Regions from separate parts of the Mus musculus genome. Here all the other regions are linked to region 4. The links are chromatin contacts, called in public Hi-C and HiChIP or PLAC-seq maps. All regions are on one chromosome and are shown on one strand. Each heading gives the region's core, a stretch centred on a gene start, on an enhancer-like site or on the middle of the called end of the contact. The rest is flanking DNA. Distances are from core to core; before and after follow the strand shown. Region 1 has its middle 17 kb from the start of Gm28380. Region 2 has its middle 10 kb from the start of Gm28380. Region 3 has its middle 54 kb from the start of Gm28380. Region 4 holds the start of Twist2 (twist basic helix-loop-helix transcription factor 2). Region 5 overlaps Hdac4 (histone deacetylase 4). Region 6 has its middle 35 kb from the start of Asb1.

Region 1 (3,736 bases), core at 570-3,069, 170 kb after region 4:
GAAGGGCAAAGGCACGTGCTGTGTTTCTGGCCTTGTTATTTTAATGAAGAAGGCAATCAGGAGTCTGAGAGTGGGGACAAGAACGAGTGATGTTTGCCCAGGTACCCGCACTTTACCCCAGGTGAACCCAGCACCTTTTCCACCCCCTACTCAACCTCTAGCTCACATTTGTGAGGAGAGGGTCCTGTAGGGGACGCTGCAGCTCTCCTAGGCCAACGGTGCCTTTCTAGGTATGAACGAAGCCAAGTGGTCCCTTTGGAGAAGGGGTTGCTCTCATTCCAACAGGAAATCTCTGGTCTTAGTAGGAGTCAAGTCATCACCAGTGCCAGCCAAGAGTGGAACTCCCCGACCTTTTATAACTTTCTGAATTCTTCTAACTGTAGTAAAATAGTTATTTGTATGCTGTATAATATATGCAACATTTCATTGAAGTGTCGTGAGTCTTTAAAATAGGATCCAATGCTTTCTGGAAGCAAGGACGGTGAGCAAGACCAAACAGGAGTCCCCTGCAAGAGCCCAACTGATGTCATCTGGGGCTGCAGCACATACCACGGCCATCTAGAGCAGCATTTTCAGCCTTCCTTTATTACAGTTCCTCATGTTGTGGTGACCCCCCATCCATAAAATTATTTTCGTTGCCACTTCATAACTGTAATTCTGCTACTGCTATGAATCACAATGTAAATATCTGATATTTCCAATGGTCTTAGGCGGCCCTGTGAAAGGGTGGTTCAATCCCCCCCCCCCGGGGGGGGGGTCTTGACCCTTTGCCTTAAGGCAATCAAGACAGTCACACATACACACACACACACACACACACACACACACACACACACACAGAGAGAGATGCCTGCAGGCTCATCTGATCTACAGGATCCCTCACTGAGACTCTCATTCCCGATGATTCTAGCTTGTGTCAATCTGACAACCACCATCAACCATCACACCACCCAACCGTGAAACACTTCCTCCACACTCTTCGACCGCACAAGCATCGGTCCCAACAAAGCAACGCCTGGTTCTGGAGTCAACGGTTCATAAAGTCACTGGGTGCTGACCTGGGGAAGACAGAGCCCACAGTAGACTGACAGACAATTTGATGTCCCTACAAGCCTCTGGTCATAAAGCAAGATGGAAAAGGTGGTGAGGGAGGGGGTGTGGGTGAAAAATCAAGGTATTAAGATAAGATGCGATTATATTAGACTCTCAGTAACTTAAACAATTGCTGTTCTTCGTGCGTGATGAGAAAATGGTCAGGGAAGAGAGCTGGGGAAGAGACTACAGGCAGAGAGGGAGCCCTGAGGACCAGGCAGAGGAAACCCTAGCATACATGTGAAAATGCTGTGAGTGAGCCTGTCACTTTGTATGCTAATTAAAAATAAAATATGTAAAAAAAAAAAAAAAAGACTGTTCTTGGGGGGGGGGGGGGCACATCACAGGGAAGTACTGTGAGTCACAGTCACAGTGCAGAGAGGCCTTGTCTCGCCAGGGTCTTTTCGCATGTCAGCATGGGTATTAAAAACAAGCTGTGCTGCCTGAGGACCAGAGTGGCTGGAGCCTTGAACTTGGCCATGTTAGCGCTCCTCCCACCCCTACATTAGAGAGCGCACCTCGTAAAACCACCTGACAACGTCATTTGCAAAAGGAAATTCTTTAAGATAAGAAAACCAAATAAATCGGCTCATACATTTTTATTTAATTTCCGAACTTTGTTTAATCTTTAACCCTCGTAAATTAAGTCCTTTGAGTAATATAACTCAGGCTCAAAATCAAAACACAGTTATTGTCTACTTGCCTTGAGAAGGTGCCATCTCCCCCTTCTCTCTGCCTGCCTGCCTGCACTTCAAGCTCATGCCTGTGGTATGAAACACATGGACTCAGCAGTTAAGAGCACTGGCTGGTCTTCCAGAAGACCTGAATTCGGTTCCCCGCACCCTCGTGGCAGCTCAAAACTATCTGAAACTGCAGGAAACTGGGGATCCCCCAGGCACAGGGTACACACATGGTACACAGAGATATAGGGAAAATTCTCACATGCACATAATAATAATAATAAATTCTGACACTTGCTAGTAACAGTGCACAGTATGACATTTCTTTTTTTAAATTATTTTCTTTATTTGCATTTCAAATGTTATCCTCTTTCCTGGTTTCACCTCTGAAAACCCCCTATCTCCTCCCCTCTTCCCCTACTTCTATGAGGATGATCCCCACCCATCCACCCACTCCTGCTTCCCCATCCTGGCATTCCCCTACACTGGGTCATCGAGCCTTCACAAGACCAAGGGCCTTGATGCCCAACAATGCCATCCTCTGCTACATATGCAGCTGGAGCCATGGGTTAATAAATGTGTACTCTCTGATTGGTGGTTTAGTCCCTGGGAGCTCTGGGGGGTGGGGGTCTGATGTATTGCTTGATGGTTTATTTTTATTTTAAAAAAATGCCACTGTGCACACTAGGGGGCTACTTATCCAAACACAGAAAACATCCAGTGTTGACCAGGATGGGGAGATAACAAAGGCGTGTGCGCTACTCCAGGAATGAACATCAGAGTAGCTACTGAGAACAGCAGGTCAGTCCCCAGAGTTAAATATAGTGAGTGTCACTGTGTTCCAGCAACCCTGCATCTGGACATTCACCCAAAGAACAGAACAGGGCTTTGAGCCCGGCACACCCAGCTCAACAGCGTTATCACCAACAGCAGAATGAGGGATAAGCTACCTGTCCAGTGAATGGATACACTGTGTAGTAGGCATGCATTGTGGACAGTCACTCAACCTTGAAAAGGAGGACATGGTGACAACCTCTAACAGGATCTAGAGGGCGTTGTGCTCAATGAAGCCATCCACACAGGCGATCGCTGCAAGATGCCCCTCAAGCTGGGTCTGCAGTGCAAGTCAATCCACAAAGATCGCCAAAGGGTAGCTGGGGAGGGTAAGGCAGGAAGGGGGCATTGCCCAACAAGTTCAAAGCCTCCAAATGTTGGGACAAAGAACTCTGTCGATGGAGGGTTAGGGGAGGTGGATGCTCCTTGGGGGATGGAAACCTAACATCTCTGGGCCATGTACTTAAAAATAGGCATGGGGTAGATTTGATGTCTTGGGGTTTTGCAACATATAAAAGAAACACTTGGTATAACACATCCTCTCTGCCTCCTGCTGGTTGTTTCACCTGATTAAACTATAGGGACTTGGCTGCACCTGTACCTATCAGAATTAAAGCTGAAACAAAAGACTTGTTATCCTTTGTTTATTTTTGAGAAGTGTTTTTGTTGTTCAGACTTGGTTTTGTAGCTCAGACTGCCCTGGAACTCTTGCTACTCCTGGCTTAGAGTGTATGCTAAGAATATAGGGTGTGTCCCCACACCAGGCCAGAAAAGAACTTTAAAAAAATTAAGTATTTAATAATAAAGAGTTAGATTCTAAGGCTGGAGAGATGGCTCAGCTACTAAAGGCTAGGCTCACAACCAAAAGTATAAGAGTTAAATTCTGGGCATTTGCTAAAAATAATGGTGCAAAATATGTGTTGATCTGATTTTCGTACAAATAAGTATGTGATATTTTATAAATAATCTCTAAAATGAGCTAAGACAAGATGTCAAGGATAGATTATCTCGTGTTTAACATAGTTTTAAATTTTTTTTGCTTAAGTGTGTGTTTTATACTTTTTCTTCCTATGTGTATATGAGAAAGTTTTACACACCAAACGCTGTCTTGGAGATGTGACAGCATTCGA
Region 2 (3,946 bases), core at 952-3,451, 200 kb after region 4:
GCTCCAGGCCCTGACCAGATTCTGACCATGGTCCACCAAGGATGCTGGGCAGGGGAAGGGCAAATGCCACTACAGTCAACTACTGCACAGGAAGCCCCAAGCCAGTGCCCATTGCTGTACAGAGAGCTCCACTTTCCCAGATCAGATGCACCCGCTCTCTTGCTAACCCCCTGGCTCTCCCTGCTGCAGTGAGAAAGTCCGTCGTGCAAGCATCAACAGGAACCACAGAGCAGACGGACTCAGCCTCACTGTCTTGCCATTAAAAAAGTCACTGTGTAAATGCATCTGAACGGGTGCTCACTTACACTGCATCTTTCCCCTGACATTAACAGTCAGTTGACTTCTGTTTCACTGTGGCAGACTAAGGAGTGTATAACCCCTGATGCAAATCCCGCTAAAATGAGAAAATAAACCAGGAAATGAGGCTCTACTTCCCAAAGCTCTGAAAATAGAGGCTTAAGGAGGCCTCAGAATGCCAGATCCAACCTAAGGGAGGGAGGCAGGATGCAGTCTGGGTCTGAAACAGGTGTCCCTAGAAATCTCAGCAAGTGCTCCCTCCACTTGCCTGACTTGCAGCTTTATCCTGCCCAGTCTTATCCTCACCAGCAATAGTTGAAACAGCGTCAGAGAAGCCCCACCTCTCTCCACCCACCCACCCACCCTCACCCCCACAGCAGCGCCTCCTACTGGTGGTCTGGCTAGAATATCGTACAATCAGGGTCCACCCAGTGCCTGAGCCCTAAGGAGACACACCCAGGACCCCGGACAGCTGACAAGACACACATGGCCAATGAACAGCCTGCCTCTGCCATGTCTCACTGAGGGCTGATCCATGAACTTCTACAGAACCCTGGTCGACTGTCACCCAGTCTCCAAAAGAACCTCTAAAGACCAGGGCTACTGCCAGCTTTTAAAGTGCAAAGTGATGGGACCCAAACAGCATTTTAGAAAGATGGCTTTCTGAGAAAGGGCTTGGACTGCTTGAGGTCTCAGGAGACAAGGATTCTGGAAAGTGCCACAGTTGGTTGTCAGGAGGCTTAGATTCGAAGCTCTTATTGGCCAGCTGTGTGACCTCAGACAACCCATTCATCAGCTCCCAACCCCAGCTGTTTCTGACAAGGACAGAAAACCCACCTGGGCCAAGCATGGGATGGAACCAGGTGTGCCAGGCCTGGAAGCCAAGTCTCTTGTCAGTGACAGCAATGTGTGAGTGTCAGCTGCCACCTGGATGTCCTCCATAGTCATGCTGGCTGACTTCTGAGTGATCCAAACTATGGCGTATAGACAAGAAACCCCAGCTCTCCCCACTTCTGCAGAGAATGCTTCAGCCCTGATGCTGGGTAAAGTCCTCTGAAAGTCCTAACCCCAGGACAAACTAGCAGGTGGGCTAAGTTCACTGAAGTCAGTCCTTATGAGGCCCACACTCTGACTCAGGGCCCAGGTGTGGTGCCCTGTGTATAACACCCTTGCCCCAGGAGGAAGCCCTATTGTCTGTCAGCAAGGCAAGCCCACAGGGCTCTATAAACTGGCTTTCCTCAGGCCCCTGGTAATCATGGACAGGTGTCTATACATGTCACCAGCTAGGCTGCAGAGATCTGCAGTAGATCTTCATTAACCTCAGCCCCAGGATGTGACCCAAATCAAGCATTTGGGACCTGGGGAGGTTGACAATGACACTGCACACAGACCCAGCCAACAACAGGATCCCAAAGCCCAGGGGCAAGGTGTTGCAACCGTGCCCCACTGCGAGTGGAAGGAGCTATACCGGGCCAACCTCGGCCCATACTGCCAGGCCATGGGAGCTCAGGAAAGTTTATGAATCAGGTCCAGACCCTGCCCCTCCCCCATCCCTCTGTGCACAGCTCTCGCAGTCCTTCTGGCCTCCAGATGCACAGTCTGCAAGCGATTTCCCTTTTGTTATTTCAAGCTTGGGGCCTTGATCTTTTGCCACTTTGGAAGGAGCATAGAAACAAAGGGATCTGGGGCTGTTGCCTAATACTGATGCTGGCTTCACCCAGCCAGCCTCCATCTTAGTCCCTGTGCCCTTGCTACCCAGCTGAGCCTTTGATGAGAGAAAGCAGGCACCCCGGGAGCTGCTCAGCAGCTCCCTCTCCTGTCCCCACAGACCTGGGCTCACACAGAGAGAGCCGCGTGCTCCTCTCAACAGTGGTTGCTGCCAACAGGCTGAGACTTGACTCTTGCCAAGCCCTCTGGTGTCCATGACACCTCAGTGCAGCAGCAGAGCAGCCTGTGTGCCCTGCCCTGAGCAGCTGGGGTTGCAGGCCCTTGGCCAAGCTTCACTCACTCAAGCCCAAGGTGCAGAGTCCCCAGCAGTGTGTTAGCCCACCACCCTCCTGCCATTTGCCTGCAGGCTTTGGGCTTGCACACTTGGCTGGAGACAGAGGCTCACAACACATGCTTGTTGAATGATGATGATCCCAGCTCTGCTACACCCAGCAAGTGCCCTGAGCATCCTTCGGAGCACCAAAAGGAAGGGACATCACTAGTGTTGTTAAAGCCCTATCACTAGTGTTGTTACAGACTGTCACAGAGACCCTGGGGGAGAGGCAAAGAGGAGGGTCCCAGCCATCAGAGAAACAGAGGGAAGGGCAAGCAGGAATGTGGCACCCCAGAGAGAATTGGGCAAATACCTTGCAGACTGATGCCCTTCCTGGGCCAGAATGAAGGAGTGGAGTTTCTCCGTGAAGGAAAGGGAAAGTCATTCCAAGCCAAGGACACAGTCTGGGTGTTGAATCAGACTGTAAACTCCAGCGGGAAAGATATGAAAAACCCAAGAGTAATGGAGAGACCAGTGGCAGAGATCAGATACCATCTTAAGACGGCAGAAGCCCTATAGGGTCATGAGCAGAGCACAGGGGCAACACAAAGGGTAAGAAACCAATCACACTGAGTGCCAGGTGCTAATGCAGAGGGCATGGGGCATGAGGACAGCCCTGAAGCTGCAGAGGACCTGGGGTTCAATGCTCAGGTGATGGCCAGAGAGTCCCTCCAGAACAAGGTTCCAAGGTAGGGGGTGGCATCAGGGAGGGGAAGGATAGTGTGACTGCAAGAGGGGAGCTCTGAGAAGGCGGAGACAAAACTGCAGCGTTGGGCCATCAGGATGCTCCGTCAAGCTGGAGGCTGAGGCTTAGAACCACAGCACCTGTGGAGCAGTCTGGGGACTAAGAGTTCAGGGAAGCATCTGTATTTCAGAGCTGGGGAAAAAGTAAAAAGAGACACAAAAGCCAGAAGAGGATCCTGGGAAATCACTAAGGGAGGAGAGGACACAAGGCACAGAGCTTCCTGCAGAACACTCTCTGACCTCTGTGTTATTCCTCGCCCCACATGGTTCAGGTCCCAAGCCCGAGTGCAGGGGGCTACAGTCACGCTTTCCCAGGTGTCTTTGGTCTACAGGAAGATGCTAACACTCCAGATGAAGGAGATGGAGTCCTAGGCTGGGGAGGTCTGTGTCAAGTTCCAACTCTGTCTCTGGCCAGCAGACACCACGTGTTTTCTTAGCCTCATTCAGTGCTGAATGTGGTAACAGCTGAGCGTTTTCCAGAGAGCCCATGCCAGTAGAAGCTGGACATAGGGACAAATGTCTGTAGAACATAAAGATGGTGCAGCACATAAAAGCACTTGCCACCAAGCCTGATGACTGGAGTTCCATCCCTGGGCCCCACGTGGTAGAAGGAAACCAACCCCAACAAATAGCCCTCTGACCTCTACATATGCACCGTGGGATGTGCATGCCCCCTTACGTACACATAAATGAATATACATAAAAATATTTTAAAAGAAATTAGTGTTTATGCCCTGCCAAGATAATGTGAATATAAAGGATGTTGAAGTTCACAGCTGTCAAGCCAGGTGTGGTGGCACACACTTATAATCCCAGTGCTCGGGAGGCAGAGGCAGGTGGGTCTCTGAGCTCAAGGCCAGACTG
Region 3 (3,798 bases), core at 910-3,409, 140 kb after region 4:
CTTCAGCCATTGGGTGGTCTGGAACAAAGGTAGCCACCTACAGCGTTAAATGAAGACCTGAAAGTTGATATTTAAAATTATCTGTAGCTGGGCACAGGGGAAAAATTCCTGAACAGAACAGCAATGGCTTGTGCTGTAAGATCGAGAATTGACAAATGGGACCTAATGAAACTCCAAAGTTTCTGCAAGGCAAAAGACACCGTCAATAAGACAAAAAGACCACCAACAGATTGGGAAAGGATCTTTACCTATCCTAAATCAGATAGGGGACTAATATCCAACATATATAAAGAACTCAAGAAGGTGGACTTCAGAAAATCAAATAACCCCATTAAAAAATGGGGCTCAGAACTGAACAAAGAATTCTCACCTGAGGAATACCGAATGGCAGAGAAGCACCTGAAAAAATGTTCAACATCCTTAATCATCAGGGAAATGCAAATCAAAACAACCCTGAGATTCCACCTCACACCAGTCAGAATGGCTAAGATCAAAAATTCAGGTGACAGCAGATGCTTGCGTGGATGTGGAGAAAGAGGAACACTCCTCCATTGTTGGTGGGATTGCAGGCTTGTACAACCACTCTGGAAATCAGTCTGGCGGTTCCTCAGAAAATTGGACATAGTAGTACCGGAGGATCCAGCAATACCTCTCCTGGGCATATATCCAGAAGATGCCCCAACTGGTAAGAAGGACACATGCTCCACTATGTTCATAGCAGCCTTATTTATAATAGCCAGAAGCTGGAAAGAACCCAGATGCCCCTCAACAGAGGAATGGATACAGAAAATGTGGTACATCTACACAATGGAGTACTACTCAGCTATTAAAAAGAATGAATTTATGAAATTCCTAGGCAAATGGATGGACCTGGAGGGCATCATCCTGCGTGAGGTAACACATTCACAAAGGAACTCACACAATATGTACTCACTGATAAGTGGATATTAGCCCCAAACCTAGGATACCCAAGATATAAGATACAATTTGCTAAACACATGAAACTCAAGAAGAATGAAGACTGAAGTGTGGACACTATGCCCCTCCTTAGAATTGGGAACAAAACACCCATGGAAGGAGTTACAAAGACAAAGTTTGGAGCTGAGATGAAAGGATGGACCATGTAGAGACTGCCATATCCAGGGATCCACCCCATAATCAGCATCCAAACGCTGACACCATTGCATATACTAGCAAGATTTTATCGAAAGGACCCAGATGTAGCTGTCTCTTGTGAGACTATGCCGGGGCCTAGCAAACACAGAAGTGGATGCTCACAGTCAGCTAATGGATGGATCACAGGGCTCCCAATGGAGGAGCTAGAGAAAGTACCCAAGGAGCTAAAGGGATCTGCAACCCTATAGGTGGAACAACATTATGAACTAACCAGTACCCCGGAGCTCTTGACTCTAGCTGCATATGTATCAAAAGATGGCCTAGTCGGCCATCACTGGAAAGAGAGGCCCATTGGACACGCAAACTTTATATGCCCCAGTAAAGGGGAACGCCAGGGCCAAAAAGGGGGAGTGGGTGGGTAGGGGAGTGGGGGTGGGTGGGTATGGGGGACTTTTGGTATAGCATTGGAAATGTAAATGAGATAAATACCTAATAAAAAATGGAAAAAAAATTATCTGTAGCTTTTTTTTTCCTGATCAATAAAGTGATAGTTGAATCGTGTAATTTCAGTGAGAGGGTCTTCTCACTTTCCAGACCATGCCCTTCCAACCCTTTGCCTGCCCCCCCCCACCTCCACACACACCTTTATTTAATCACACCCCTGTCTTGGCCTCTGACTCTTCTGGGCTCCTCCTCCAGGCCCCTTGGGAGGCCTTTCCCAGTGTGGGAGCCAGAGGATTAGGAAGGTCATGGAGTCACCTGCCATGAAGATTTTCTCTTAAAACCCTAGGTTTCTGTGTTTCCTCCTTTGTCTTCATTTTGATGAAAACAATACCGGGCCTGGACCTCCTGCAAGGCATCTGTTCATTTTCTCTTCTTTGACTTTCAGAACACTTAAGGCATGACTCATCCTCGTGTGTGTGTGTGTGTGTGTGTGTGTGTGTGTGTGTGTGTGCTCGCGCGCGCGCATGCGCGCGCGCATCTGTACACAATGAAGCAAACTGAAAGGGAAGTGGGTGTTTGCAAAGCAGATAGACTGCAGCATGCAGGCACACAGTTCAGTTGAAAGGCGCCCACAGGAGAAGTTCATGTACTGCTAACCCTGCAGAAGCTACCTCAGGTCCACCCTCTCCATGATGGGAATGCAGCAGGCAGCACTGTCTTCTGGAGGCATAACGGACCTCAGGCCCATCTCTCTCTAGGTCCTGTTTCCTTCTTTGCAAGTCCCCTCTGCTTGCCAGGGGCCTCCTCACACACCTCACAAGCAGAATAAGACAGTTCAGTTTCCTGACCCCAAGGGCCATCTGAGGAGGTCCTCTCCCACAGGCAAAGGGCTAAGTCCCCCTTGAGGACAACAGATTTCCTAAGTTGGCAATTCCCCAGTGGATGGTGGAGTATAAGGCATAGCCAGAAGCAATAGCTGGGCTGGAGGAGGTTAGTGCCCACATCTCCTCAGTGTCCATGACCTTGTGGAGAAAAGAGGAAGAGACAGCTGAGGAGGGCTCTCTAATAGCCTAGCACCTTACTCCCAGGCCCACCTAAGCTTTGGTACCCAGGCTTCCCAGCTCAGAGTAATTAATATAAAGTCTGGAGACTCTATCTTCATACATCTGCGTGTCCAGATGTGTAGCCATAGGTGCCAGCCTGACCTCACTGGGGAAGCAGCCAGATCCTCCAGCTGGGTGAGGAGCCATGTCTGAAAAGTAGGGTGCACCACATGCTTCCAAGTACTTCCACCCTAGCTGTGAAAGCCAAGAGCAAGAGTACAGTCACTGAAGGAAAGTCTCGAACATTCCACCAGTGGGCCCACACCTCTCCACTACTGAGAAGCCTCTGCTGGGGTCTTAGCACAGAATGTGGAGCACAGAGCAGACAGGAGAAAGGAAAGGAGACACCGGCTGTGGCCTCCTGACCAACTACAGAGAGGAAGACTTTGGCGGTCTCATGTGCTGTGTGTGTGTGTGTGTGTGTATACATATACATACATCGTACATACATCATATTGTGTGTGTGTGTGTGTGAATGGATGGTATGTTGTATATATGTATGTGAGTGTATGTGTGTAAGAGAGAAAGGAGAGAGAGGGGCTGTTTGTGTTTGTTAAGCAGGTAAGCTGTAGACAGCCTGTTGTCTCCAGACTCTGCTCATATACATCTGAGCCGCTTATGGCACAGTATTTGCATAAGACCTATACACACCTTCCTGCATTCCTTGGCCCATCTCTCTCTCAATGACTCAAAATTCCTATGACCAGGCAAGTATGTAGACAGATGGTGCAGCCTGTTGCTCAGGGAGTGATGTCAAGGGAATGCCTGTGTAGATCCAGAACAGACACAACTTTTTTCAAGTATCTTCAAACTACATTGGCTCGAGTCCATATATGTAAAACCCAAGAACACAGAGGTATGTTAGCCCAACTAACAGCAACTATAAGACCAACTAAGGACTTTCTTCTATCAACTGCTTTGGTTGTATTTTTTGATACAACAATAGAAAATTACACACACACACAAACGACATGAATCCAGGAGGGGAAATATTTGGGATGGGGAAGGGGCCCTTTGAGGGACAGAAGAGAAAAGTGAATATTGTTTAAGTATATTATATGCTTAAAGAAAATTTTTCATTATGAATATTTCACTTTATTGTGAAATACACTGATATTTAAAATATTTAACTACT
Region 4 (4,182 bases), core at 82-2,581:
CTTGAGGGTTCCATACTTTTGGGGCGACAAGGGTCTACTGCATTCTTGGCGCCCAGAGATTTGCTCCTCTGTGAACCTGGAGCCCCAGCGCTGAACAGAAACCTCTCTGCCGCGCCAGGGGCCAGCATCATCTTACGTACTGAGCCGGCTAGGGCTTGAACGCCCTAGCATCCAAGGCGCGGGCCGGAACTGCGGATCAGAAAGAGCGGATTGTCTGTACCACGCGTGGGCTCCTCAGCTCCATAGAATGAGCGCGAGGCAACAGGTCGGCCACAACCCAGCGGGCATCGCATCTCCTGGCCTCCGCTGGCCTAAGGAAGACGTTTTGACAACCGCTCCCCACAGAGTCACCCACAGATACCCATCCACCAAAAATGAAAAGTGACCATTTGTCCAATAAGTGTATTTGGACCCTGATGGGGAACCACAGGCGGGTGGATTCCGAACGGATACCCTTGGCAAAAGACCTTGGGCGTGCCCCCGGGGTAGGAGAGTTTTCTCAGGTCGCGCCAACCCTTGCAGGGTGAGGAAGCTCACCCCATCCCTGTGCGGTTGCCTGAGGTACCTTCACGAGGAGAGATACACTGGCCCGTCCGCCCACCCACCCGTGCGTCGTGGATGCCCACCACACGCAGCACCTACCCTGGCTTGCGGCTCCGGAGGTGGATGGCACGGCGCGGCGCTAGTGGGAGGCGGACATGGACCACGCGCCCTCCATGCGCCACACGGAGAAGGCGTAGCTGAGACGCTCGTGAGCCACGTAGCTGCAGCTGGTCATCTTATTGTCCATCTCGTCGCTCTGGAGAACCTGGTAGAGGAAGTCTATGTACCTGGCGGCCAGCTTGAGCGTCTGGATCTTGCTGAGCTTGTCAGAGGGGAGCGTGGGGATGATCTTGCGCAGCGCGGCGAAGGCCTCGTTGAGCGACTGGGTGCGCTGGCGCTCGCGCACGTTGGCCAGGATGCGCTGGCTCTGCAGCTCCTCGAAAGACTGCGCGCTCGGGCTGCCCTTCTTGCCGCGCTTACCCGGGGTCGGGCTGCCATCTTCGCTCGATTTCTTGCTGTAGCGCCGCTTCCGGCCGAAGCGCTTGGGCTGCCTCTCCAGCTCTTCCTCACTGGTGCCCAGACTGTCCACGGGGGACACCGGCGAGCTGGAGCCCTCCTCCATGGCGCCCGCCCGGCGCGCGTGGGGCTGGGGGGCGCCGAGCGCACGCCACTGGCCAAGCCCGCGGCCGCCGAGCACAGGCTCCCGGGTCGCTCTCAAAGGCTCTGATTTCGAGGCCGGCTTGTGCAAAACCGAGGTCTCCGGGAGAGGAAGTTATTCTAACTTTTTTGGAAACTCTATCCCGGCTGGGTTGCTAAATAGCTGTCAGGAGCGAGGGCGGCGCGCTGATTGGCCACCGTGGCCAGGGGCAGGACAAATTCTGGGGCCTTCGCCGGCCGCCCCCGCCCCCCCCCCCCCCCCCGGGCGGCACTTTCAGTTTTGTCTCCGCTTTTTTCGGCCCTGACTGTGGCCCGCATCTCGGAGGCCAGATCCGCGCGCTCAGCCTGCGCTCCTACCCCAGGCGCGGGCCGCTAATCAGCGGTGCTGACCTCTAAGTTCAACGGTGCCTGCCTTTGTCTGAGTCTCCTGGAGCAGATTTGGCCCTGCCAGGGTTCAGGGTCTCTGCGAGGGGTGGAGGAGGCAAGTCCAAGCCCAGATGTGCTCCGTGGACCAAGGACGCAGCTGGGAGCCTCTTGGGGCGCGCACTGAGACCTCCGGCGTCTGCAACGCGATCCTGCCCGCAGTGAGTGGAGCTGTGCAGGCAGAGTGCCACGACCCGGGGCAGGGCAGATACTCGCCTGTTGGCAGAGATGTCCACCCCCACGATCTCGCCTCTAGGATCTATAGAGACGCCGCCCGGCTCGGGCCAGTATGCAAGTTGGAGATCCTTTTTCAATCCCGATTTTCTGGGCTACTTCAGCCTGGACACGTTTTCAGAACCTGCCCCCTAAATGCTTTATAGCTTAGGCATCACAGCGAGCCTCTGCGGGAGCGCCCATGTGCCCGCCATGCCTGCCTACCTGACCTTGCCCTGAGTGTTGGATCCCGGTTTGGGGTTCAGCCTCAGCCTCTGTACTGTGCTTCACTTGCAGGCGGGTGGTGGGCCCAGAACACTGAGACTAGGGAGAGGCTGAACCTGTCTGAAGTCCCCTGCCCTGGGCACTGATGGGCAGGGCAGGAGGGCTCAGGATTGCAGAACATTGGGCCAGGCCTTGGTGAACAGACATCACGGATCCCGGCCCTTTGCCATCTGGACTCTGAGCGCCGAGCGCCAGCCAGCGCGTTTGAAGTGCTTGGGGTCTCTTTGTTCGCCAGGCCGCTCTAGCTGGGGCCTGGAGGTGGTTTACAGCTTCCTTGCCTTTGAACCTATTCCCAGGTGACCCGGGCTCAACTAGGCCAGGCTTGAGCATGGCTGTCAGAGAAGCCCTGTGATCAAGGGCTAACTAGGTCTTATTGAAGTTGAACCTGAGGCCAGAGACTGCTACAGCCTCAGCCACTCCTGGGGGCAGTGGGGAGGGCCCCCGATGTGGGGCCCTCGGGTTGAGACCACTGTCTAAGGAGCTGGAAGAGCTGTGTATGCCACTTCTTGCCCCCTCACCAAAGGCCTGGGCTCTCCACCTTTGGGGACATGCAACACGCACCACTGGAACAATGCTCTGTGGAGAGCAGGCCCACTCACAGAGGACTGTCACAGCTCTGTGGCTCCTTAAACATTCTCAGGCTTCAGAAGGGTAGTTAAAGGTCTCCTTCAGCCACAGTGCCCATTGCCAGGCTGACTTGCCTTCTGGGAAGGCCACATTTTATCCAATGTCCCTTTCCTTCATCTTTTAAAAATTCAAAGTTCCTTTAAGGACCAAAAAACCGCATCCAGATCCCAGCTTCCTGCCTGCATGAGACGGCCTTTCCTGGGACTTCCGGGTGGAAGGCATAGGGTGCAGGCATGCTGGGTCACGTTTGGGTGTATCACTCAAACGGGTGAGGCATCTCCTGACCTGGATCCCCTTTAAAGTCCGGCTTAAATAAATAAATCAGGTGATACTGTCCTCCCTCTGTAACCAAAGGGTGTTTTCCCAACAGAAGCCTTCTGGTGCCCAGCCCAGCAGCCACCCCCTCCCCTGTGTCTGTGTTTCTCTTTCTCACTGTCTTCTCCTCTCCCCTCCTCCCTTCCTCCACCAGGCAGAGGTCATAGTTGAGAGGGAAAGGAAAACAGCCCAGCCAAGAAGCCTGGTAGGTCTCAAGCTGCCTGCCCGGGCTCAGTTCAGCCAGAGGATGGGGGTGGGGACATTGCATGGAACATAGAGCTGCCACTCAGAATGGGGGCTCCCCTTTACATAGGACAGTAGTTCTCAGCCTTCCTAATGCTTCGACCCTTTAATACAGATTCTCATGGGTGGTGACTCCCCGAACCAACCATACAACTATTTCATTGTTACTTAGCAACTGTAGTTTTGCTACTGTTATGGATAGTATTATAAATATCTGATATTTATATCAGACATGCATAAATATCCATATTCAGGATAACTGATATGTGGGCTCCCCAAAGGGGTCAAGACCCACAAGTTGAGAACCACCGACCTGGGAGCAAGCATTAAAGATTTCCCCTGGGGCCAGTTGTAAATTCCCAGCCAGCAACTCACTTAGGTTTTTGCTCTTCTTCTATGTTGATCTTTTCTATTTTAAACACTTTTAACAAATCAGAAGTGTAAAGAGCCTGAGGAAAAAACTCTTGCTGGTGGAATTTGGAAACCTCTCTCTTGCCTTAGTTGAAACTTAAAAAGAAGGCACAGACACACACCAGAGCCTCCCCTATGTTAGGACCGGGATGGCGGGAAGGTGGTGAGCAGCCTTCTCTATTCAGTTTTGAAATGAAGCACTGATGAAAAATGAGCCAGTTTGGGAAATAATACTCTGCTTATTGATATCACCTGATTTTTTTTTCTTTTAAAAACCAAGTCATTAATAAGGCTAATAAAACCGAAGTATTAATAACACAGGAACAAAATGTGTTTGTGTGTGGGTATCCACCAGACCACCCAGGCTCACTCAGACGTGTGTGTGAAATATCATGCAATAAGGGTCCATGGGCACACATGCAGTTCTTGGTATATTTATTCATTATCGATGTGGAAAAATCATGT
Region 5 (4,072 bases), core at 1,207-3,706, 140 kb before region 4:
TATCGCAAATGAGTTTGCCCCAGATGTGGTACTGGTGTCATCGGGCTTCGATGCTGTGGAGGGCCACCCCACACCTCTTGGAGGGTACAATCTCTCTGCCAAATGTAAGTCACCAGAGTTCACCTGTCCCACTGTCATGTTTCCTCACATTGTTTGTGTTGTCTGTGAGCCAATGGAGGGCTCTCACCTGCATTTCTTACTCAGTATGAGAATATATGGACAGCATCAGCAAGCCCTGAGCAGCAGGAGGCTGAGAGTTGAAAGTCACAAGTTCTATCCTTAGGACAGAGACTCAAAAGGACATCAAATTCACAAGGGCACACACCAGTTCTGTCAGCTGTACTGTGGGCATGAGCTCTTCTCCAGCTGTCAGAGGATAGGGCCCCAGTACCACCTAGCTGACATGTGCTTGGTGCTGAGTTTTGTTCTCTGATGGAGGAGAAGGCCCTCTAATCTTTATAAAGCTGGAGAAGGAACCAACTAAGAGGCCTTGTATCATATAGTTGCTGCTCTTCTCATGGAAGAACTTACTGGCACTGCCTCTGGCCTTTGCTTCTGCTCTGCTGCAGCACATGGAGAAGATAAGGAAAGCCTCTGGGCTGTAGCACTTTGGGTCACACAGTGACCTGGCTGGCTGTCACCTGTCTATCTGTAGCACCTTGGGTCACACGGAGGCCTAATTGTGTCACCCAACCATGCTGAGCAGAAGCAACAGGAAGCCTAGGGTCCTGAAACCATGCACAAATGCCTTCTTCGGTCAAGGTCCTGGCATCCTCTCCTCTCTGCCCATCAGTGCATCTAATCACAGAGAACAGTCAGTCTCTCTGCTTTACTGTGGTAGATGTGGACCCAGCAAAGGAATAATGAGACTAGAGGTAGCCTTTGGGATGTCAGTGCCTCTCTCCTGCTGTCATTGCTCCTGCAGTGGGGTCCTACAGGGGCAGAGAGTACTCTTTGTACCACAGTCTCTGTAACCCCAAAGCCAGTATCAATGTTTCCATCAGAGACATTGGACCTGAATCTGGTCTGGTGAGTGGGCTGGTTACTAGGGCTTTCCTAGTGCCTAACCTGCATCAGCCTATCTGGCTATGCATAGCAACCCCATGACCAGCAAGTGATGTGCTGGGTGTTGACTGAAAACAGGGAAGACTGTGACCCTAGATGGAAGCAGATGCCCAGACATGAATGTGGGAAAGCTCCGTGCCACACACAGCATTGACATGGGCATGCTGCCTTCCACTTGCATATGTATGTACACAGCATATCAGATGCCCAGGAAGGCAGGGAGTGCAAAGCCTTAGATGGGGAAGATACAGCACTGAAACCAAAATTCAGTCAGTCGGATGAAGATACAATCCAAAAGCCAAACTAATAAGCATGTTAAGCGAGCCTCAGTTACTGAAGATGATACCCAGCTCCTGTGTTTATTAGGGATGTTGAGGGGAGTATCTGGCGCGCTCCACTCAACGTGTCCCTCTGCCTTTGCAGGTTTTGGGTACTTGACAAAACAGCTGATGGGCTTAGCTGGTGGCCGGCTTGTGCTGGCCCTTGAGGGAGGCCATGACCTGACAGCCATCTGTGATGCTTCTGAAGCCTGCGTGTCTGCTCTGCTGGGAAACGAGGTATGGAGCGGTCCTGGCCCTGCAGAGTGTGCTCACCACAGGCACCAGGCCGCTGCACAGAGCTCAGACGGCAGAGGCCAGCCACCTCCCATCTGAGGGGCAGTTCACCCAGCACGGGGCTACAGCTGTATCCCAGCCCGGGTAGGATGTCTGACCTTGGCTAAGAGATGAGCAGAAGGGACACAGAGCGGGGCCAGGACACAGAGGCACTCGCTGCAGCACGTTCTCCCTTCCTGTTTCACTCGTGTGGAGGATAACGTGCTGGCCAGGCCTCATGCTGCTCCTCAGCTCTCCAGTGTGGTCCGGTGTCTATGGGAGCTTGTCTGCAGGCTTGGGTGGAGTCAGCATGCACAAGCCGAGCTTTCAGCTTAGGGCTGGGCTGGGACCTCTTTACTCAGCTATCATATATCCTGTGACTCAGGAGCAATGCTTAGATTCGGGTTCTGCACTGCCCCACTAGTACTGCCAGGCAGAGTTGGGGACATTGGCCTGCACAGTAGTCTTCAGTGGGTCAGTCACATAAAGTTTTTGAGGGTTAAAGTACAGTGAGCACCATGTGAGTTCCCTCCTGCTATGTTGATGAAGACCCCTTGTTGACATTCCTAGCTCCTTGTGTTTATAGCTGCACACAACAGAGACCCAGTTGGAATGAGCTTCAGGTTAGAATGAAGGTGATGTCACATAACCCTGGGAGCCCCAAATGCTTGTGGTAAAACTGACACATAACCTTCATTGAAGAATTCCCAAATCTGAATCTGTCTAGGCCAATGGTTCTCAACCTTCCTAATGCCCTATTAAAGGAACTCTTTTATGCAGTTCCTCAGATTGTGGTGACCTCCCCCCCCCCAACCATAAAGTTACTCATTGCTACTTCATAACTGTAACTTTGCTACTGTTATGAATCATAATGTAAATCTGTTTTCCGATGGTCATAAGTGGCCCCTGTGAAAGGGCCATTCAGCCCTCCCCCTACCCCCACCCCCCGCAGAAGGGTCACGACCCATAGGTTGAGAACCACTAGTCTAGGCCTCTCTGGCTGGTATGTATATCTGTTACCTAATTTATGTATGTGATTCTTGCTTCATAGATCTTACTCACATTGATCCCCTATGGGTGCTGTTTAGGTGCTAGGAAGGAAAGAACCAGGAGTAAGGAGCACACCACACAGATCCTGGAGCCTGTGTCACATAGGAGCCCCTCGGCTTCAGGATTAGAGTGGCAAGTGGGTCAGCAGCTCTGCGATCTGCGGCGCCTGCTGCACCTGCTCTTCTGGGCTTATGAAACTGCTGTCCCCACCATGTAGGCCAGGGACTAGATGGCTCTTAAGGAAGACCCTCTCTGACCTGGTTTGCCAACACCTGCCAGCCCAGGGTTGGCCCATGTGACACAGAGATCAGGATTGCTCTTGAAGGTTCTTGTCAGAATTGCACACAATACCAGACTCAAAGTTAAATGCATGTTCTGTGTGGTGTGCTCTGCAAGTTTCACTCTAGAAAGCACAGGGTAGGAGAGAAGAGTGAAACTGCTGCCTCACTATGTACAGCTTTTAAGCTTCTGGAACCAAATGCATATTCCTCCCTCAACCTTCTGTGGACACTATTATAAGAGAAACCCTGCTAGTTATGCCTTGCTACAGCTCTGACCCATGCCATCAGTGGGGTGTTCCTTCATCAGAGAAAGTAGGTGTACACCTTAGCCAAGTCTTTCCATCAGGCCCTGAGTACATCAACCAAGCACTGAGCCTCACCCCCCAGCCCCCACTCCCCAGTCTCATGGTTGCCAAACCTCCCTGCCCTCCATTGTAGCTGTCATGAGAGAAAACCATCTAAACTCAAATAGAGAGCAGGTACTTAAGGAGGCGGGTCAGAGGCAGCAGTCAGCCACACGTGTCCCCAGCCCTGCCTGGCCAGCAAAGCTTGCTCCCACTGACTTCCCTGAAATCCTAAATGTGAAAAGGCCACCAGACTAATTGGCATTATTTTCCAAGATTTCCATTTATACATAGGTCTCCACAACATTTACCTTTAGACATTTTCCCTTATGGGAAAGATGAAAGAGAGCACACAGGATACTTTCCTACTGTGTGACTCCTGGTCTAAGGTTATTGAGGATGCCAGATGCTCATGGGTAGGCTCAGAGCCCTGACATAGTGGCAGCTAGCAACTGTGCTCAATGCTCCAGGAAGCCTAGGGATGGCAGCCTGGCCTAGGTTCCCCACAGCATACTGCAGATCCTGACCCTACTGTAGGAAGCTAGGAACTGGAATTCAGAGACATGGGCTCTGGGCAGGTGTCAGTGGCTCAGTGGAAGACTCTTGCACATCTTGGTGTCATCCCATGTATATCCCAAGAGAGGAGAAGGGGCTAGATAGTGTGAAAGGACAGGGCATGCCAAAGGCAGGGTAACTAGGAGACAGCAGGGAAAACAACATGGAGAGGCTGAGCTCAAAA
Region 6 (3,968 bases), core at 160-2,659, 230 kb after region 4:
ATGCTACATGATGTTTATATTCACTGGTGTGTGGTATATGATATATGTGATATATGGTATGAGAATATGGTAATTTCAGAAGCAAATGTGATATATGTTGGGGAATGGGGGTTGTGGGGTTGTTTATGCTATTTATGGTATATAAGTGAGGAGTGATCATTATATGTAGCTGTAGGATATTCAGAGCATATAGTATGTGGTGTGTGGGCTATGTTTTGTATTTAGTACATATGGTATATATTGTTATAGTAAATGTTATGTGTGATGTAGGAGTGAGTAACCTTGGTGGGTATAGTGTGGTATAGTAATTGTGATAAATCCCACATGTGTATGTACAGTGTGTGTGTGTGTATGTGTGTGTGTGTGAGAGAGAGAGAGAGAGAGAGAGAAAGAGAGAGAGAGATTGGTGTGGCTTATGGTGTGTATATACAGGGCATGCAAAGTGTATGTAAGGGAAACTGTCAAGAGTATGGAGAACATTGTGTATATGGCACATATGATATGGATTGGGGAGGATATGGGACTTGATGAATGTTTGTAGTGTGCATGATTGTGGGGGTAGAGTGTAGAGGGTATGGGGTATATGGATTAGAGGGCTATGATGTATACATGCTAAATATGAAATATAAATACATATATACATATACATATGTACATATGTGCATGTCTATGTAAATATACATATACATGCACATATGTACATATGTGTGTATGTATACACATAAATGTATGTATGCATGTGTATACACACACATACACTCCCTGGGGAGCAAAGGGTCCATTTGGCTTCCATGTCTGGATCACAGTCCTTCATTAGGGGAACCAAGACAGGAACTCAGGGCAGACACTGAAGCAGAAGCCATAGAGGAACACCCTTTACTGACCTGCCTTCTACAGCCTGCTCAGCTTGCTTTCTAATATAGCCCAAGGCTACACTGGGCTGAGCCAAGTGCTACCATGGATTTGCCTACAGCATGATAACTAAGTGAGACCCTGAGCCTAATAAAGAGGGTTGGTGGTGTAGCTTACTGGTAGAGAGCTGACCTGGCATACATGAACCAAAGCCATGTTCTTAATAAAAAAATAAACCGGGGAAGCATGTGTGGTCTCCCCAGTATAGGGTAAAGTGGGTAGCAGAAGGAACTCTCTCAGGGTGGGGTCAGTGCTCAGTGAGAGGTGGCAGTCCAGGCTTCCCTAACAACATACCCTCACACTCAGCAAATGGTGCAATGTGAATCTATTCTCTCACAGCTCTGGGGGCTGGAAGTGCAAGACCATCATGCCATGCGGCCAGCCACCTGTGAGAGCAATCATCTGGCTTCAGCGGTTGACTCCCATTCTGCCCTCACCCAGCTTCTCCGCTGGTGTCTCTTCCTTTTCTTACGTCACCAGCCCGGTGGATCAGGGTCCACCCTAATGATCTCACTTAGCTTCCTCAACTCCCTCGGGGCCCATCTCCAAATCCAGACACACTGACGGACAGCACTTCCAAGATTTCAACGAACAGGGTTCAGTCCACAGCAACAGGGAGTCTGAGGAGAGAGAGAGAGAGAGAGCCATGCCAACATTTCTATTTACAAGACAGAGACACAAAGCTCTGAGAAGCAAGGAAGCCCTGGGCTGTTGGAAACAGGAAGGGGGGACACATTATCATCCCTGCTCCAGGAGGCTGAGGTGGGAGTCAGGAGTGAGGTGCGTTTGGTAGAAGTTCTAGGAACCAGATGTGAGAACACAGACCTGGGAGCTAGGTCCACACCTACAGTAGGCACTAAGAAGCTTCCAGATTCTCGATCGGGGGGTCACTATGCTCACATAGGGTAGGAAGAGAGCATGACACCCAGGAGCCATGTGGTCATATGTTGAGGGTCTCGTGGATCACACATAGACTCCAGGAAGCTCGAACTGAGGGAGCCCTAGGCCTGAGTGGTGATTGTAGGGACCAAATACCAATGTTCTAGAAGATGTATTCCATCCTCCAAAAATGCACTAACAAGGCAAAGGTAATGAGAAGAACAGCCATGTGGGTGCCAGACACCCACCCCATTCATTCTCTCAAACATGCTCTGGGCAAGGGCTATGTCAATATCAATTCAAGACGCTGTTCTTCCCCTGCCAGTTGGGAAAGTTCAGCCGATTTCCAGGGAAGACACAAGCTGTCTCAGTGCTGAGGGAGCAAAATGGAGTTCGGAGTTGTTAAGTCAGCCAAGATCTATGCACACTAGAGCCAAATGGAGTTCATGAAACTGAGCACAACGCTGTGTTGCTTCCCTCCTCAAGGTGATGGCCAGTTTGCCCTAGGAAGAGAGAATGAAAGTCAAGTGTCTGAAAAGGCTACCTAGAATTCTACCCATGCCTCTCTGCTATGGAGAGATTAGGTTAGGGCACCAGGGAACATCGAGAGCAAGAAAGGATGAGCAAGACACAGAGGCGCTTGACTGCCTTGTTAGCTCACTACCTTCTTGGTTTAATTGATCCTCACTAATCTAACTGCCTGTAGTGAGCAGAAGGGAACATTTTAAGAAGGATGGTAACATCATTCAGAGCTCAAAAACAAAATACAACCTCAGTGCACAACATGGGTGAAACCACCACCTGGGCTGGCAAAATGGCCCAGCAGTAAAGAGCACTGGCTGCTCTTACAGAGAGGTTCCCTTTGCTGGCACCCACAGAACAGCTAACAAACATCTAGTTCCAAGGGATCCTGTGCCCTCTTCTGGCCTCTGTGGGCGCTGCATACACATGGTACATAGATAAACATGCAGGCAAAACACCATACACATAAAATAAAAATAAATCCTTTTCTTTTAATTTTCATATCTACTGGTCACAATCCCATTTAGAAAACAAATGTCCAACAGCAACAACAAAACGATGACTAAAATACGGGGCTGTAGAGATCAGTGTGGAGAGGCAGGATGGGCAGAGCTGGTTCAGTGCAGTCTATTACTAGAAAACTCAGACGCAGACAAAACTAACCTGTGCCAGTGGGGACTTTAAGACCCGATACTCTTTTGGGAAGATGCCAAAATGCAGAAGATGTGAGGAAGGCTTTGGAGTAATGGGAACTTAAAACATCTCCAGCTGAGTAGACTTTGGTGGGACGGAAAGGCCGGTATAGAACATCTCAAGTCAAAAACACAGGGGACCTGTGAGAAGAACTTAGTCAAAATCAATGAATTTGACCCAGTGCCTGACTTGCCAGGCAGACTGGACATAGTTGGGAAGACAGAAGTACCTGGAGAAACAGCTGGAGAAAATCTCACAGAACGAGAGGAGCTGGGGAGATGCCTCAGTGGATAAAGCACAGAGAACACAGTTGGGAGAGCCTAAAGTCCCCAGAACCCATGCAAAGCCAGGTGTGGTAATAAGTGTCCTCAACCCCAGTGACACTGATCAGACCCCACAGTAGAGAAAGAACTCCCTAAAGCTCACAGGCCAGCCAGCCGGGCATATGGAGTGGCACAGCAACAAAGAGATGCTGTCTCAAACAGGATTGTCCTCTGACCTTTACATGTGTGTGTGGCACATGCATGTCCATACTTATATACATGAACACATACATGCAGTACATACATACACTGTGCTCACAGAAAGAGAGAGAGAGAGAGAGAGAGAGAGAGAGAGAGAGAGAGAGAGAGAGAGAGGAGGGGAGAGGAGAGGAGAGGAGAGGAGAGGAGAGGAGAGGAGAGGAGAGGAGAGGAGAGGAGAGGAGAGGAGAGGAGAGGAGAGGAGAGGAGAGGAGAGGAGAGGAGAGGAGAGGAGAGGAGGAGCAAGCAGCAAAGACGGGCTGGAGAGATGTCTCCACGAGTCAAGCTTTGACTATACAGGCATGAGAAGCTGAGTTTGGATTGCCAACACTGCAGGCATGCAGGCAGTCTCAGTCTGTAGTCTCGGTGTTGAAAGGAAGAGATGGTGGGATCTCAGAGGCTCACTTCCCAGGCAATCTAGCCAAGGAGTGAGTTCCAGGC

The links. A called contact is a pair of places that touch in the nucleus more often than the background predicts. HiChIP or PLAC-seq counts read pairs in DNA pulled down with a chosen protein or histone mark.
Region 1: an HNF4G HiChIP or PLAC-seq map of pancreatic cancer cells shows a contact between it and region 4. The contact joins the enhancer-like site here to the promoter of Twist2 in region 4. A contact is called at or near these places in 1 of 39 promoter capture datasets (cranial neural crest), 3 of 484 Hi-C or Micro-C datasets (embryonic stem cells, liver and nephron progenitors) and 4 of 115 datasets of contacts at active chromatin or transcription factors (double positive thymocytes, embryonic limb bud, embryonic stem cells and 1 more).
Region 2: a contact with region 4 is called in a Hi-C map of uterus, with 4 times the contacts expected there. The contact joins the enhancer-like site here to the promoter of Twist2 in region 4. A contact is called at or near these places in 6 of 39 promoter capture datasets (the 3T3-L1 cell line, cranial neural crest, embryonic stem cells and 2 more), 8 of 484 Hi-C or Micro-C datasets (the N1E-115 cell line, embryonic fibroblasts, embryonic stem cells and 2 more), 10 of 115 datasets of contacts at active chromatin or transcription factors (the NIH/3T3 cell line, bone marrow-derived macrophages, craniofacial prominence and 4 more) and 1 of 9 other capture datasets (adipose tissue).
Region 3: a contact with region 4 is called in an HNF4G HiChIP or PLAC-seq map of pancreatic cancer cells. The contact joins the enhancer-like site here to the promoter of Twist2 in region 4. A contact is called at or near these places in 7 of 39 promoter capture datasets (the 3T3-L1 cell line, the SN4741 cell line, cranial neural crest and 4 more), 3 of 484 Hi-C or Micro-C datasets (the MC38 cell line, nephron progenitors and uterus) and 1 of 115 datasets of contacts at active chromatin or transcription factors (pancreatic cancer cells).
Region 5: an HNF4G HiChIP or PLAC-seq map of pancreatic cancer cells shows a contact between it and region 4. The contact joins the enhancer-like site here to the promoter of Twist2 in region 4. A contact is called at or near these places in 4 of 39 promoter capture datasets (the 3T3-L1 cell line, 3T3-L1-derived adipocytes and cranial neural crest), 10 of 484 Hi-C or Micro-C datasets (adipose-derived mesenchymal stem cells, cerebral cortex, cortical neurons and 4 more), 2 of 115 datasets of contacts at active chromatin or transcription factors (pancreatic cancer cells and vascular smooth muscle cells) and 2 of 9 other capture datasets (adipose tissue and pancreatic islet).
Region 6: an HNF4G HiChIP or PLAC-seq map of pancreatic cancer cells shows a contact between it and region 4. The contact joins the enhancer-like site here to the promoter of Twist2 in region 4. A contact is called at or near these places in 15 of 39 promoter capture datasets (the 3T3-L1 cell line, 3T3-L1-derived adipocytes, the SN4741 cell line and 10 more), 2 of 15 datasets of contacts at CTCF or cohesin (the NIH/3T3 cell line and stem cell-derived epiblast-like cells), 18 of 484 Hi-C or Micro-C datasets (the 3T3-L1 cell line, the C2C12 cell line, the HL-1 cell line and 6 more), 12 of 115 datasets of contacts at active chromatin or transcription factors (the NIH/3T3 cell line, craniofacial prominence, embryonic fibroblasts and 9 more) and 2 of 9 other capture datasets (adipose tissue and embryonic stem cells).

The regions. Positions count from the first base shown.
Region 1 is chr1:91,626,379-91,630,114 of GRCm38.p6, reverse strand. No RefSeq gene overlaps it. Among named protein-coding and RNA genes, the nearest start is that of Gm28380, 17 kb to the right of the region's middle. Within about 2 kb of position 1,819, at least 4 of the 459 cell types and tissues checked have an H3K27ac peak or open chromatin away from gene starts, as enhancers often do. A contact at or near this core is called in pancreatic cancer cells, where this site is marked.
Region 2 is chr1:91,599,081-91,603,026 of GRCm38.p6, reverse strand. No RefSeq gene overlaps it. Among named protein-coding and RNA genes, the nearest start is that of Gm28380, 10 kb to the left of the region's middle. Within about 2 kb of position 2,201, at least 47 of the 459 cell types and tissues checked have an H3K27ac peak or open chromatin away from gene starts, as enhancers often do. A contact at or near this core is called in pancreatic cancer cells, second pharyngeal arch cranial neural crest and uterus, where this site is marked.
Region 3 is chr1:91,663,067-91,666,864 of GRCm38.p6, reverse strand. No RefSeq gene overlaps it. Among named protein-coding and RNA genes, the nearest start is that of Gm28380, 54 kb to the right of the region's middle. Within about 2 kb of position 2,159, at least 19 of the 459 cell types and tissues checked have an H3K27ac peak or open chromatin away from gene starts, as enhancers often do. A contact at or near this core is called in pancreatic cancer cells and uterus, where this site is marked.
Region 4 is chr1:91,798,610-91,802,791 of GRCm38.p6, reverse strand. Twist2 (twist basic helix-loop-helix transcription factor 2) reads right to left here and starts at 1,331. Exons shown (of 2, transcript NM_007855.3): 1 at 643-1,331. The coding sequence starts at 1,165. The coding sequence ends at 683.
Region 5 is chr1:91,943,450-91,947,521 of GRCm38.p6, reverse strand. It overlaps Hdac4 (histone deacetylase 4), which reads left to right. Exons shown (of 27, transcript NM_207225.2): 23 at 1-104; 24 at 1,489-1,622. Among named protein-coding and RNA genes, the nearest start is that of Gm46242, 66 kb to the right of the region's middle. Within about 2 kb of position 2,456, at least 15 of the 459 cell types and tissues checked have an H3K27ac peak or open chromatin away from gene starts, as enhancers often do. A contact at or near this core is called in pancreatic cancer cells, where this site is marked.
Region 6 is chr1:91,573,137-91,577,104 of GRCm38.p6, reverse strand. No RefSeq gene overlaps it. Among named protein-coding and RNA genes, the nearest start is that of Asb1, 35 kb to the right of the region's middle. Within about 2 kb of position 1,409, at least 5 of the 459 cell types and tissues checked have an H3K27ac peak or open chromatin away from gene starts, as enhancers often do. A contact at or near this core is called in the C2C12 cell line, the HL-1 cell line and pancreatic cancer cells, where this site is marked.